2 separate regions of the Mus musculus genome follow, and region 1 is linked to region 2. Evidence: chromatin contacts called from public promoter capture Hi-C data. All regions are on one chromosome and are shown on one strand. The core of a region is the stretch at or near the end of the contact, and the rest is flanking DNA. Distances in the headings are between cores, read along the strand shown.

What was found. Promoter capture Hi-C pulls out the DNA fragments that hold promoters and counts their contacts.
Region 1: a promoter capture Hi-C map of liver shows a contact between it and region 2, with 2.2 times the contacts expected there. The contact joins the promoter of Aoc2 here to the promoter of Cavin1 in region 2. A contact is called at or near these places in 4 of 39 promoter capture datasets (hematopoietic stem and progenitor cells, hippocampal neurons, liver and 1 more) and 2 of 115 datasets of contacts at active chromatin or transcription factors (bone marrow-derived macrophages and embryonic stem cells).

What each region holds. Positions count from the first base shown.
Region 1 is chr11:101,322,157-101,328,015 of GRCm38.p6, reverse strand. Aoc2 (amine oxidase, copper containing 2 (retina-specific)) reads right to left here and starts at 2,953. Exons shown (of 4, transcript NM_178932.1): 1 at 1,333-2,953. The coding sequence starts at 2,923. Psme3 (proteaseome (prosome, macropain) activator subunit 3 (PA28 gamma, Ki)) reads right to left here. Exons shown (of 11, transcript NM_011192.4): 11 at 4,479-5,859.
Region 2 is chr11:100,967,431-100,972,971 of GRCm38.p6, reverse strand. It overlaps Cavin1 (caveolae associated 1), which reads left to right and starts at 2,355. Exons shown (of 2, transcript NM_008986.2): 1 at 2,355-2,982. The coding sequence starts at 2,506.

The DNA.
Region 1 (5,859 bases), core at 1,704-4,203, 350 kb before region 2:
CCAAACTGATCTACATAGAGAGCTCCAAGGTGATCAGGGCTAAACAAGGAGACTCTGTCTTAAAGTAAATAAATAGACAGGTAAATAAATAAGAGGGAGTCCAAAGTCTGTTTAATATAGAGTGAAACCCAGCCTCAAATAAATAAACAAACAAATAAGCAAACAAACAAACCGCTTGGAAGCCACATAAGGCTAGATACGAAATGTTACAGCCTTAAATAAATAAATAATAAAGCAAGCTAGCTAGCTAGCTGCTTGGCAGCCACATATGGCTAAATACAAAATGTTTCTGCTCTTGCCAAAGGTTCTACTAACATCAGCCTACCCAGTAGGCCTTAGAACAGTTTGCTTCTGATTCCCACTCTCTAAATGTCTACAGCAAATATAACTAATGTTGTTTTATGGCTCTGCTCAATACACGGAAGAGCACACATGCTGACGGAAACACTACCGACTATGAGAGATTTGTCTTGAACTGACCTGGAAAACTCAAGCCCCTCCCACAGTCCCTGTAGGCTCCTCCCAGTTCTAGGACTCCAGCCCTCAGCACAGGGGACACTAGTGACAGCCTCTTTCAAAAGTATGATTCATAGCTTTCCATCACCCAGGAGCTTCTTAAATCCCACTGCATCCAAACCCTACATCATCCAACACAGTTCATCACATTCTTGAGGCTTCAGACATTTGGTTCCCTTAAATGTGACCATGATGCTCACACTATAAACCTAGTAACTGGTAGCTGGCTCTCTAATGACCAGAGCTGTTGAAAAGAATTTTCCAATTGGAGATTCACAGTACACAGGTCAGACTAGAATCTATTGCCACTATGTTAGTCTTATTTTTCCTGACCTCCTCTACCCTCACCAAAAAAAAAAAAGAAACCAAGCAAGCAAGCACAAGTATAGTGTGCAATGTGCACATGCCAAGACTTCCTACCCCATCTCCCCTGCCTTCCTCAGTTTCCCCAAGTGTAAAATGGAGATCTAGGGGGGGGCGGGCGGGGGGGGGAGCTCCATTCAGTTCCCTCAGGGTCCATTCCCCAGAGTCCCTCTCAAGGCTAAAGCAGCCAGGCCCAGTCATTATACTTAAACTAAACTAGCTTTACAACTGCAAATCTGGGGGGGAGGGGCTCAGCGGGTAGGAATTAGCAGAACCCCTTTCCCCTTTGGCCAGACACCCAGTTGTGAGTGCAGCTGCACTCAATCCTTTCTCCCTTCCCATACCCAGAGGGGTTAGAATGCCCCCTGAACCTTTCTGAGCTCACTCCTTGATTTGGGGACTTCCTGCCCTGTGCCCCATTCCCAGCCTTCAAGGCTCAGGCTAAGAACTCACCTGCTACATCAAGGTCCAGTTTGAAGTGGAAAGCGTGTGTATGCACCGCTCCCAGCACTCTTTCTCCCACACGGTTCCCAAAGAGGAGACTTTCAGCTCCTCCACTCATGAAGGCTGTGTTGATATAGCCCGTGGCATGGACACGAGCTTCAAGGGCCCCGGTTGGGTGTAGCATAAAGTCCCAGATGTAATCATAGTTGCCCACTGATGACACCGACCTGACCACAAGGCTTGAGCTGGCCAAACCACCATAGAAATGACCCCCGATGCCATTATGATGCCTTCGAAGGGGCAGTCCCTGGGCCTCCTCAAATACACACACAGCCCCTGGAAGCAGCTGGACTGACCCCGTGCCCACCAGTACATGGATGTCCACCATTGTGGCTTGATAGGGGCAATCCACCCCCCGAACCAAAGCTCGGCTGTTGAGACCAAGCCCATAGCTGCTGTCCAAGTACCGGATCGTCATTGTTTTGGGGGAATCAGCACCATAAACTGTCAGACACTCCTGGACACTGACTTCATAAGCCACACGCTCACCCTTGAACCGAATATCAAAAATTCTTAAGCCACTGAACACCCCATGACCAAAGGTAAATGTCCAGAGGGGAGATGTCACTGAGTTTCCCTGTATGTTATACTGGGGACCCTGAAGTGAGAACTGAAGAGGGGGAAGAGGAGGGTCTGGAGTGACTCTAGGCCTCAAGGAGGAAGCTCCACCTGGTGTGGGTAGAGGGACCCGAATCACTTCTAGGCGGCCAACTTTAAACTCCCATTCCAACTGGGCCAAGTCTGCATAGTAATGCCCAAGGTAGAAGACCTGTTGGACTACCCAGTCGGCAGGGTCCAGGGCCCCGTGGTCCAACAGTAGCTCCAGCCCCACAGGGTGAAGGAACACTCCAAGACCTGAGATGTTATGGTAGAGGGCTATCCAGGTAGCTCGATCGCCTGCATGGAAACCACTAGCAGTAGAATGCAAAGGTGCCAAGGTGGAGCCATTGTAGTTCAAGACAGAAGCCAGAAAGGTGGGTGCCTTTGGTAGCTCCACTTCTTTCAAATGCCTCCATATCTGAACAAACTCAGTTTTCTGCATGGGGCGCCGATAATAGGGCAGGGGGCCGCCGTGGCGCTCCACAGTCACATCCCGCATGTAGGAGGGGTGAGGCAGGGGCCCCACCACCAGCTCACTCACGTTGGGCTTGGGTTGTCCACCAAAGAAGATGATGGCTAGTGCCTCTCGCACAGGTGGGGGCCCCCCTCTGTCCAGGTGGGCCAGGGCTGCAGCCTTGGCAGGCAGCTGCAACTCTACTGAGAAGACACAGTTGTCCGAGGGTCGAGCCTGGGCTGCATCCACCAGCCCCGGCCCCAGGTGCTTGGTCAGGAAGCTCATCACAGCTGTCAGCTCCTCTGGGGTCAGGTCTGCAAACAGCTGGCTCTGGCTAGGGTGTGTCCAGGGATGAATTCTGGGAGGTATGGAAGGGCATCGAGGAGACTGGCTGAAACTGCCTTGCCTGGTCAGCAGGACATAGACCAGAGCAAAGACAGTGAGGAAAGACAGCCCCAGAAGCAGCAGCAGCACCTTGAGATTCATGGCTGGCACTGAAGCTCCCCCCGTCCTGAGAGCTCATCGGTGTCTGACATTGTGGCAGGCTTATATTCAGGATGATGGAGAGGAATGGACTAAACTCCACCCTGTGGGCTGGACAGGAAATCTCTGATCGTGCTTTATGTAGTTCTGTTCCAATTTTCTGTCTTGTGCTCTGGCTCAAGACATTACATAGCTTGCTCCTGTCCCTAAACTTTGACTGCCAATGGTCACTAACTACTACGTGTCATCATTTAGAACAGGTGAGAGGGATGGGGTGGGTAATGGAGCTGAACTACCTGAGAAGGCAGTTTCGATACACACTCCTTCCTTTCCCTGTCTAACACACAAGTACTAACAAAACACCTCTTAGCAGAATTACATTCCCAGTTCCCAGACCCACCGCCCAACTCAGCAATGAGCAGTCAGCTCTACCTGGGACCTAATGAGTGCCTGACTTGGGAGACCCAGGCCTTACTCTATCCAGTCAGAGAGACGACTGGTTGAGGTTGAGCTGTGTTTAGGTCTATACAATGATCCAGTCCAAGTTATGTAGCCTTAAAGGGGCTACATATCCTGAATTTCTTCCCTATGAAGGCGCATGAGGCATGGTCATTTATACTGATAATACCAACACTCAAGAGGAGTGCTGAGAGTTCAACTAAGCTACATGAGTGAATTATAGGTCAACCTAGGTGATACCCTGCCTTAAAAAATAAAAAGCATAGCCAGGGAGAGGTACTATATGCCTTCAATCCCAGCACTCAGGAGACAAGCCGATCTGTTGAGTTTGAGGCCAGCCTGGTCTTTAGAGCGGTCCTAGGACAGCCAAGGCTACACAGAGAAGGGTCTTTAAAAAACAAACAAAAAAACCGAATAAATATATAAAAAGCATAAAAGTATTCTGTGGAGTGCTTTTGATTAAAATGTAGCCTTACACAGCAAGTGCTTAGTAACCCTGGAGGGAGGGAGGGAGGCAGGCAGGCAGAGCAGGTAGCTAGTGGCTCTAAACTCTGGGATAGAATAGAGTAGATGCCCCTCCCCTACTGGGACCTTAAACCTCTATAGACAATGAAGAGTCTCACTGTCAGGAGGGAAGTGAGGACATGTTATTTTAGAGGGATGTAAGCCTCTTATGAGCACTGTGGGTCAGTATAAACCAATACCAGGAGTTCCCTCAAAAAAGTATGTATGAAGTAAGTATGTATGTATGAATGTATGTATGTATGTAGAGGCAAGCTGGTATGGAGGAAAAGGACTGGATCGACAGGGTCAGCCCGAGCTGCTGGTCCCACACATAACCACAGCAGCCTCTGCTGGCAGCTCAGGGTATCACCAGGAAGGACCTGGAATCTGGTGAAGACAGGCAGCTTTCACACAATTGAGCGTCAACACACAGCAGGAACCACCTCCCATTAGTTCTTGCACTGTGAAGAGGAATGAAGGTTCAACTAGTAAGTTCACACACGACAGGCTAGCCAGAGTGTCTGTGAAGATGGGTGTCTGAATGCTCATGTGTGACCCTTATGTCCCTCAGTCACCAGAGTACAGCACCAGGGTCTGCAGCTTTAGAAAGAGGTCAAAGTACCTGTATTTTTAATAATTTCTTGACATGGTAAAAGAATTTTACATTACAATCCAAGGAAGGAGGGGCAGAGGGACAATCAAACAAAAGGAAAACCAAGAAACACATGGTGGGGGGAGGGGAGGGGCTCAGCTGGAAGGGATCTGAGGGTGGATAGGTGCACTGCCCAACGAAAATGCGATTGGTTTGTTACTGAGCACTATTCTTGGGAAGAGAGCATCCCGCATCCCGCCTCCTTTCCTACAGAATGCTGGGAGTGAAAGTGATGCATCCCAGGTGGAAATATGATTTGGGATTGGAAGACGGAGAGGAATAAAAGTCAAATAGACACTGAGAGTCAGTCACTGGCAGGCTAATTGCAGAGACCAACTCTCACTTAAAAAGCTGGGGGCTAGTGCGATTAATACAAACGCTTTAACAAGTGGTACCTCTGGAAGATTCAAGAGAGGAGGCAACTCTTCTATGGGTTTGACCTTCGCAGCATATTAACACACACACACGAACACACACACACATGTGCACGTGTGTATGTGCACACACACACACGTATACACATGAATTACTGCTTTCCCTGGAAGCACAATACTATAAATACGAGAAACATTTCCCAAAGGGAAAGCACAGCGAGGAGCAGCAGCCTCTGCACCTCACAGCCGGCCGCTCCCCAGCCAGCGCACATGCTGGCCTAGGAGAAGACAAGTGCGGGCCAGAGGACCAGCTTTTGCATAACACCAAAAAGAACCTGAGCCACAGAGGGAAGGCCTTCATGAGCCCTCTGCTGCTCGGCTCTCGGTTCTCCTTCAGCTTACCCTGGCACCAACTGCTACATTATCAGAAGAGGGTGGGCCTGGGACTTTTGCCTGGGTGGATGACTAAGACAACTATCACCTGCTGAGATGTTTGTATGTGAAGGGCTTGAGGGAGTGGTGGTGCAGGAAGGAAGGTATGTTCTATAATGGAGCAGGAAGCATGTATGCATGTCCCTATGCGTGTTTACATGTGTACACATGTGTATGTGAAAACCCCAGTTATAAAAACATCCAAAGAAGCTGCAGGGATGCAGGTGAAGGTCTAGGGGACCCCTCGCCACAGTCAGGCTCAGAGCGGGATGGATGTAGGTGGGAAGCCCTAAGGCATCACCTGGGCAGGCAAGGAGGACCCAAAGTCCCACAGAAACGAGACACTAGCCTTGTGACAAGAGATGTCCCTTCCACCTCCACTCCCCCTGTTCCTAAAAGACACCTAACACTTTCCCTATAGTTCCTCCAGCTTTTAACCAACTAATCATCAAAAGGAAGAAAATACAAAACCTAAAACAGGGGAAGGGGGAGAGAAGGGAAGAAAAAACAAAAACCCA
Region 2 (5,541 bases), core at 1,106-3,605:
TCTTAACTCATGAGCCAACTCTTCTGTGTGCCTTTTGTTTACTTGTGTTTGGGGACAGGGTTTCCCTATGTAACAGCCCTGACTGTCCTGGAACTTGCTTTGTAGACCAGGCTGGCCTCAAACTCAAACTCATACCACCTGCCTCTGACTCCCGAGTGCTGGGATTAAAGGTGTGCACTACCATGCCCCATACTGAAAATATAGGAAGAGAAAGAGTTTGAAGGTCCAGTAAGGCTTTCTCCTGACATTCTTTTTTCTTAAAGCATTATCAGTTCTTAATAGAAAAAAAATTTAATTGCTATAATTTCCTTAAATTATTTAATTATTTACTTATTTAGTGTGTGTGTGTGTGCAGGTGCCAGTGGAGGGCAGAAGAGAGGACATCGGATTCTCTGTACCCAGAGGAACTGTGGTTATTGAGAACCACACTTGGGTTCTGTGTAAGAGTAGTAAGCACCTGTAACCACTGAGCAATCTCTCCAGTCCCCTTTTTTTCTTTTCTTCTCTCTCTCTTTCTCTCTCTCTCTCTCTCTCTCTCTCTCTCTCTCTCTCTCTCTCTTTCTTTCTTTCTTTTAAAAAGTTGGTAATCTGCCCATTGTGATGGTTATAAAACATGTAGTTTATTTTGTTTGTTTGTTTCCCCATTTGTTTTGTTTTTGAGACAGGGTATCAGTGTATAGCTCTGGCTGGCCCAGAACTAGCTATGTAGACCAAGATGCTGTCGAACTCATAGACATCTGCCTGTCTGCCTTCCAAGTGCTTTGATCAAAGGTATCCCATCACACCTGGCAAATATTCAATTGTATGCAGAAGTTCACTCTTTTTTTTTGTTTTGTCTTTCAAGACAGGGTTTCTCTGTGTAGTCCTGGCTATCCTGAATCTCACTATGTAGACTAGGCTGGCCTCGAACTCAGAGATCTGCCTGCCTCTGCTTCCCAATGGCTGGGACTAAAGGCGTGCGTCGCCACTCTCGCCTGAGGGTCTCTCTTCTTTAACCTCAAGTGAGAAAACCAATTGGTGTGTTGGGGGATTGCTGTTTTATTCAGAGGTCCCTAAAGTTCTATACCCTATATGGCAATCTGCTCCACACGTTGGTGAATTGATTGATTAGATCGACGACCCTCGAGTCTCCACAGAGCAGCGTTTAACTTAAGGAGGGTGGGCACCAGACTAGAAGTGACCTTTTGCCGAGAACCCATCCAGGCGGGGAACCCCAAGCCTGGTTTCCTAATCAGGGAAAAGGTTTTCAGTATCTCTGTGGGAAAGGGAATTGGGGTGGCTCCAGGGATTGCTGAGGGCCTGTGTCTAGAGACACAGGGCAGCCTGTGTCTCTAGACGTCTGTGCTAAGGACTTTTCTGCGCCTGCTCAGAACTGCCAGCTCCTTGGTGTTCAGCACCATGAAGAAAACTGTTCGCTTCCCCATTCGGTAGTACCGCTATAGTTGCCCCAATTCCTGCCCCAGGGAAAGGTACTGAGTACCGGTGGAGTTCAGAGACCTGGAGCTAAGAACAGATGGCAACAGTAACCTGGAGTGAACCCTGGAGAGCCACCTGCCTCCTCTTGGCCTTCTTTTCTCTGCTAGGTAAAGAGATGGGGTTCCGTGATCTCCCTGAATGCTCACCTAATATCCGAGAACCCAAGGGAAGAACGAGTCCGACGCTCACATTCTTAGAATTAGCTAGATATCTGCTGGAGGGGGCCCTGGGAGAAGTGACCAAAAGCTTTTACTTTATAATTTACTTCTCGCCTTAATCATGCCCTGTCCTTACAATTCTAAGAGAAACCTAGAGGCCCTTTCTAGGCCGTCACCCTTTCTGTCATTTCATCTCTTCCCTCTCTCTCACTAACAACCCCACAAGATTTGGGGGACAGTGGTAACTCAGTGTATAGATAGACGATGGGGGCAGACCCCCAAATCTTTGAAAAAGATTGTATAGGGCAAGGATCCTCCAAGGACATGAGGCATAGACACAAACTACTCGTTTACACCCAATTCACGCGCCATTTGGACCTCAGCTTGATCTTAAAAGGCTGGAGTGGGTTTGTGGGTGAGGAAAGAGAAAGAGTAGAGCACACTCCGAAGACCTAATTCCTTTCCGCAGCTCACATTCCTCTGCCCCAGTCCCGCTGCCGCAGCCTCCACTGCCAAGGGGGGCCCTAGACTCCCGCTCCAACTATTCCAACCATCCTGAACAGGGTGGGGCGCCCAGCTCTTGGGTTCCCCTCTGCTGCCCCTCCGGGGTTGGTCTCCCCTCCTGCCCCGGTTCCTCCCTTTCTGGGGTGGGGCCAGCCAATGGCCGACGGGACTCCGGGTTTGGTCTAGGAGCCGGGCAACTCGCAGATTCCCCGCCCCACAGTTCTGGCTAGAGTCCCGGTGCGCACGGACGTGGCTCGAGTTTCCTCCGCTCTGGGCTCCTGCTCGCTGTCCAGTCTCTCGCTCCTCCTTCTCTCCCGGTCTCCCGCTCCAGTTCCACCCGGTCGGCCCCGCACGGCTCCGGGAAGCCATGGAGGATGTCACGCTCCATATCGTTGAGCGGCCGTATTCCGGATTTCCCGATGCTTCCTCAGAGGGCCCGGAGCCCACCCAAGGGGAGGCGCGGGCCACGGAGGAGCCGTCGGGGACCGGCTCCGACGAGCTGATCAAGTCGGACCAGGTGAACGGTGTGCTGGTGCTGAGCCTTCTGGATAAAATCATCGGCGCCGTTGACCAGATCCAGCTGACCCAAGCCCAGCTGGAGGAGCGACAGGCGGAGATGGAGGGCGCTGTGCAGAGCATCCAGGGAGAGCTGAGCAAGCTGGGCAAGGCGCACGCCACCACGAGCAACACCGTGAGCAAGTTGCTGGAGAAGGTGCGCAAGGTCAGCGTCAACGTGAAGACCGTGCGCGGCAGCCTGGAGCGCCAGGCCGGCCAGATAAAGAAACTGGAGGTCAACGAGGCGGAGCTGCTGAGGCGCCGCAACTTCAAAGTCATGATCTACCAGGTGAGCCCGCGGGGCGGACCGCGCCCAGAGCTGGGGTCCCGGCCTGGGATCCGGGTGGGGACACCCGGCCGAGGCTCGTCTCTCCGCCAGCCCGGCCTGGTGAGAGCGGTCAGGAGCTCCTCCCCCCTTCCTGTGAACCCAGTTGGAGTGGGGTTTAGGGAGTGGCAAACTCTTGGGGCTCACAGAGGGGCGCACCCTGCGCCTTCCTCTCCAGGCTCCTCCCCACGGTCTCTAACTCCTATCGGAAAAGTTAGCGGGCTAGACTTGGGAACGCTGAATGCTCCCAGCTTGTCTCTGTCAAACGCCTTTCCACTTGGAGGAAGTTTTTTTTTTGGTGGGGCGGAGAGAGGGAAAAGGGAGGGAATGCCCGAGGTCTCTGGTGGTCTCTGTATGCCCCTCTGTAAGCAGACACTAAAGGTGGGGCCCGGGACCTGGGGCCTCCGGCGCTGCGGGCCCGATATAGCGGGTGATTCAGGGCTCAGGCACGCAGTGGCGGGGGCGCCATGCAAGGGACACGATCGTCAGCCCCCCACACCCTATCCCCGCGCCCCCGCACCAACCTCGGCTACCCACGCATGTCCCTAGGCCGCGATCTGCCCCTGGCCTCCAGGCACTTTCAGTTCCCAAGGGTCTTGCAGTGCGCGGGCGCCCTTGGCGCCTGCTGGGAGCGGGTGGGGCAGGTAGGGTGGGCGTTAGGAGTGTAAGTGGGGCGGGTGGAGGTGGCGGTCTGGGCGCAGTGAATCACCCCACCCCCGCATGATTGCGGGGGCCATGTCCCGAGCTGTGAAGGTGCTGGTGGGTGGAGGCTGCCGCACTCCACGGGCTCCACCCGTTGCATTCTTTGCACCTTTCTGGGTTCCTCCAGCCTGGATATAACTGTGATATCTTAACCCCTAAAGCATCTGAGAGTCAGTGCAGTGCAGATTTGTCCCTGCGCTCCCCATCCCTGACCCCCTTGAGAGTAAGGCTGAGCTGAGTGTGGACTTAGTGCTCTTTCCCTGGGAGGGAATGTGCTGAGCTCTGCGTCCTCCTGCTTGGGCCTAGTTGATGCTTCTACTCCTAATAGGAGTGATGGTTGTAGGGTTAGTTTATGCTCCTGAAGGGAATGGAAACGTGCTCTACCTTCAAAGATCTTTGTAAAGGGGCTGTGATCACCAAGCTCAGAGACTTTCTTGATTAAGATGCCCCAGAGTAACCATGTGATGTGAGATGAGGACCTTCGCTTAGTTTCCCTAAGAGTAACCATGAGCGATGCAGATGGGACAGTGTCTGGGGAAGAATGGAGCAGACCATATTCTTGGAATCCTTGGTGGTAGGCCAGAGGCAGAGCAGGCCTGCTCCCAGCTCCTGCCTCTACATACTGCTGGGGTACTCTCTCAAGGGGCCTGCAAAAAGCTTTGCCCGGCTGGTGTTTACCCGGGGCCCCAATCATTTCAGAGGCCAAAGCAACCTGGGACATATAACACAACCCAGTCTAAAACAAACAAAAAAAGCTTTGCGTCTCCCATTTATAGCACCCACTGGGTAGGAGAAGAGTGTTGACTTAGAAAGCCATTTCCACTCAGTCTAATGCTTGGAAGCAGGAGGTGTGGGTCCTGTGGGTTGTTTTTGAGACCGGTGCGGCCCTTGCCACACAGGTGATGTTTAGGGAAAGAGAAGTAAGCTAGCTCGCTCCTTCTGTGCTTGTCACAAAGAACTTGGACAGGTGACTTTCTCATTAAATGGACCAGGTTGTGCAGTCTGGGGACATTCTCAACCTGGAGGTAAACCTCCCCAGGCTGAGGAGGGTGATTCTGAGAGAAAGGACAAGTGTTGAGTGGGTGGACGACTTCTCTGATGGGGTCATCCTCCTCTCTGATCTGTTCCAGCTCCAGCATCGGACAGTCATCACTATCTGACTAGTGTGGTGGGGTGGGGCATGCACTAGATGGCTTTGACTGTATCTGAAACACCAAGCCAGTGAGTGAGGAGGGAAGAATTAAGGGAGAGTGGCTTGGGACTGGGGGTGGAGAGATGGCTCAGTCATAAACAGCACTGGGTGCCCTTCCAGAGAACCAGTCACCCCCATGATGGCTAACAACAATCTAACTCCAGTTCTAGGGGTTTCAACACCCTCTTCTGCCTCAGCAAGGGTGCTGCACAGACATGAATACAGGCAAAACACCCATACGCAAAATTTAAAAAATAAATAAATCTCAAAAGAAAGAAGTGTCTCTGTCACTTAAGTGACAGGGACAAGCTCAGAGGTAAGGACCCAGCTTCCAGGACATGGGATGGGGCTCAGAGTTGCAAAACTTCCCTGAGCTGCCCCAAGGATGTTCCAGGTGGGGTGAGGGGGTGGAACCTCCCATGTTGGAGGAAAGCGGCCTGCTCTCCTCCCGGGTCTGCAGAGGTCCACGGTCTGAGAAAAGAATAGGGTAAAAATAGCCCTGTGTCTTGGCAGGCCTAATAGGGAAGACTGGGGGCGGCAGAGTTTATGGGAAACTCAGGATAAGGAGATGGCCAGGCAGAGAGAGCAAGGAAGGCAGGGGTGGGGAGTGGAGGGGGGGCACCGACTGG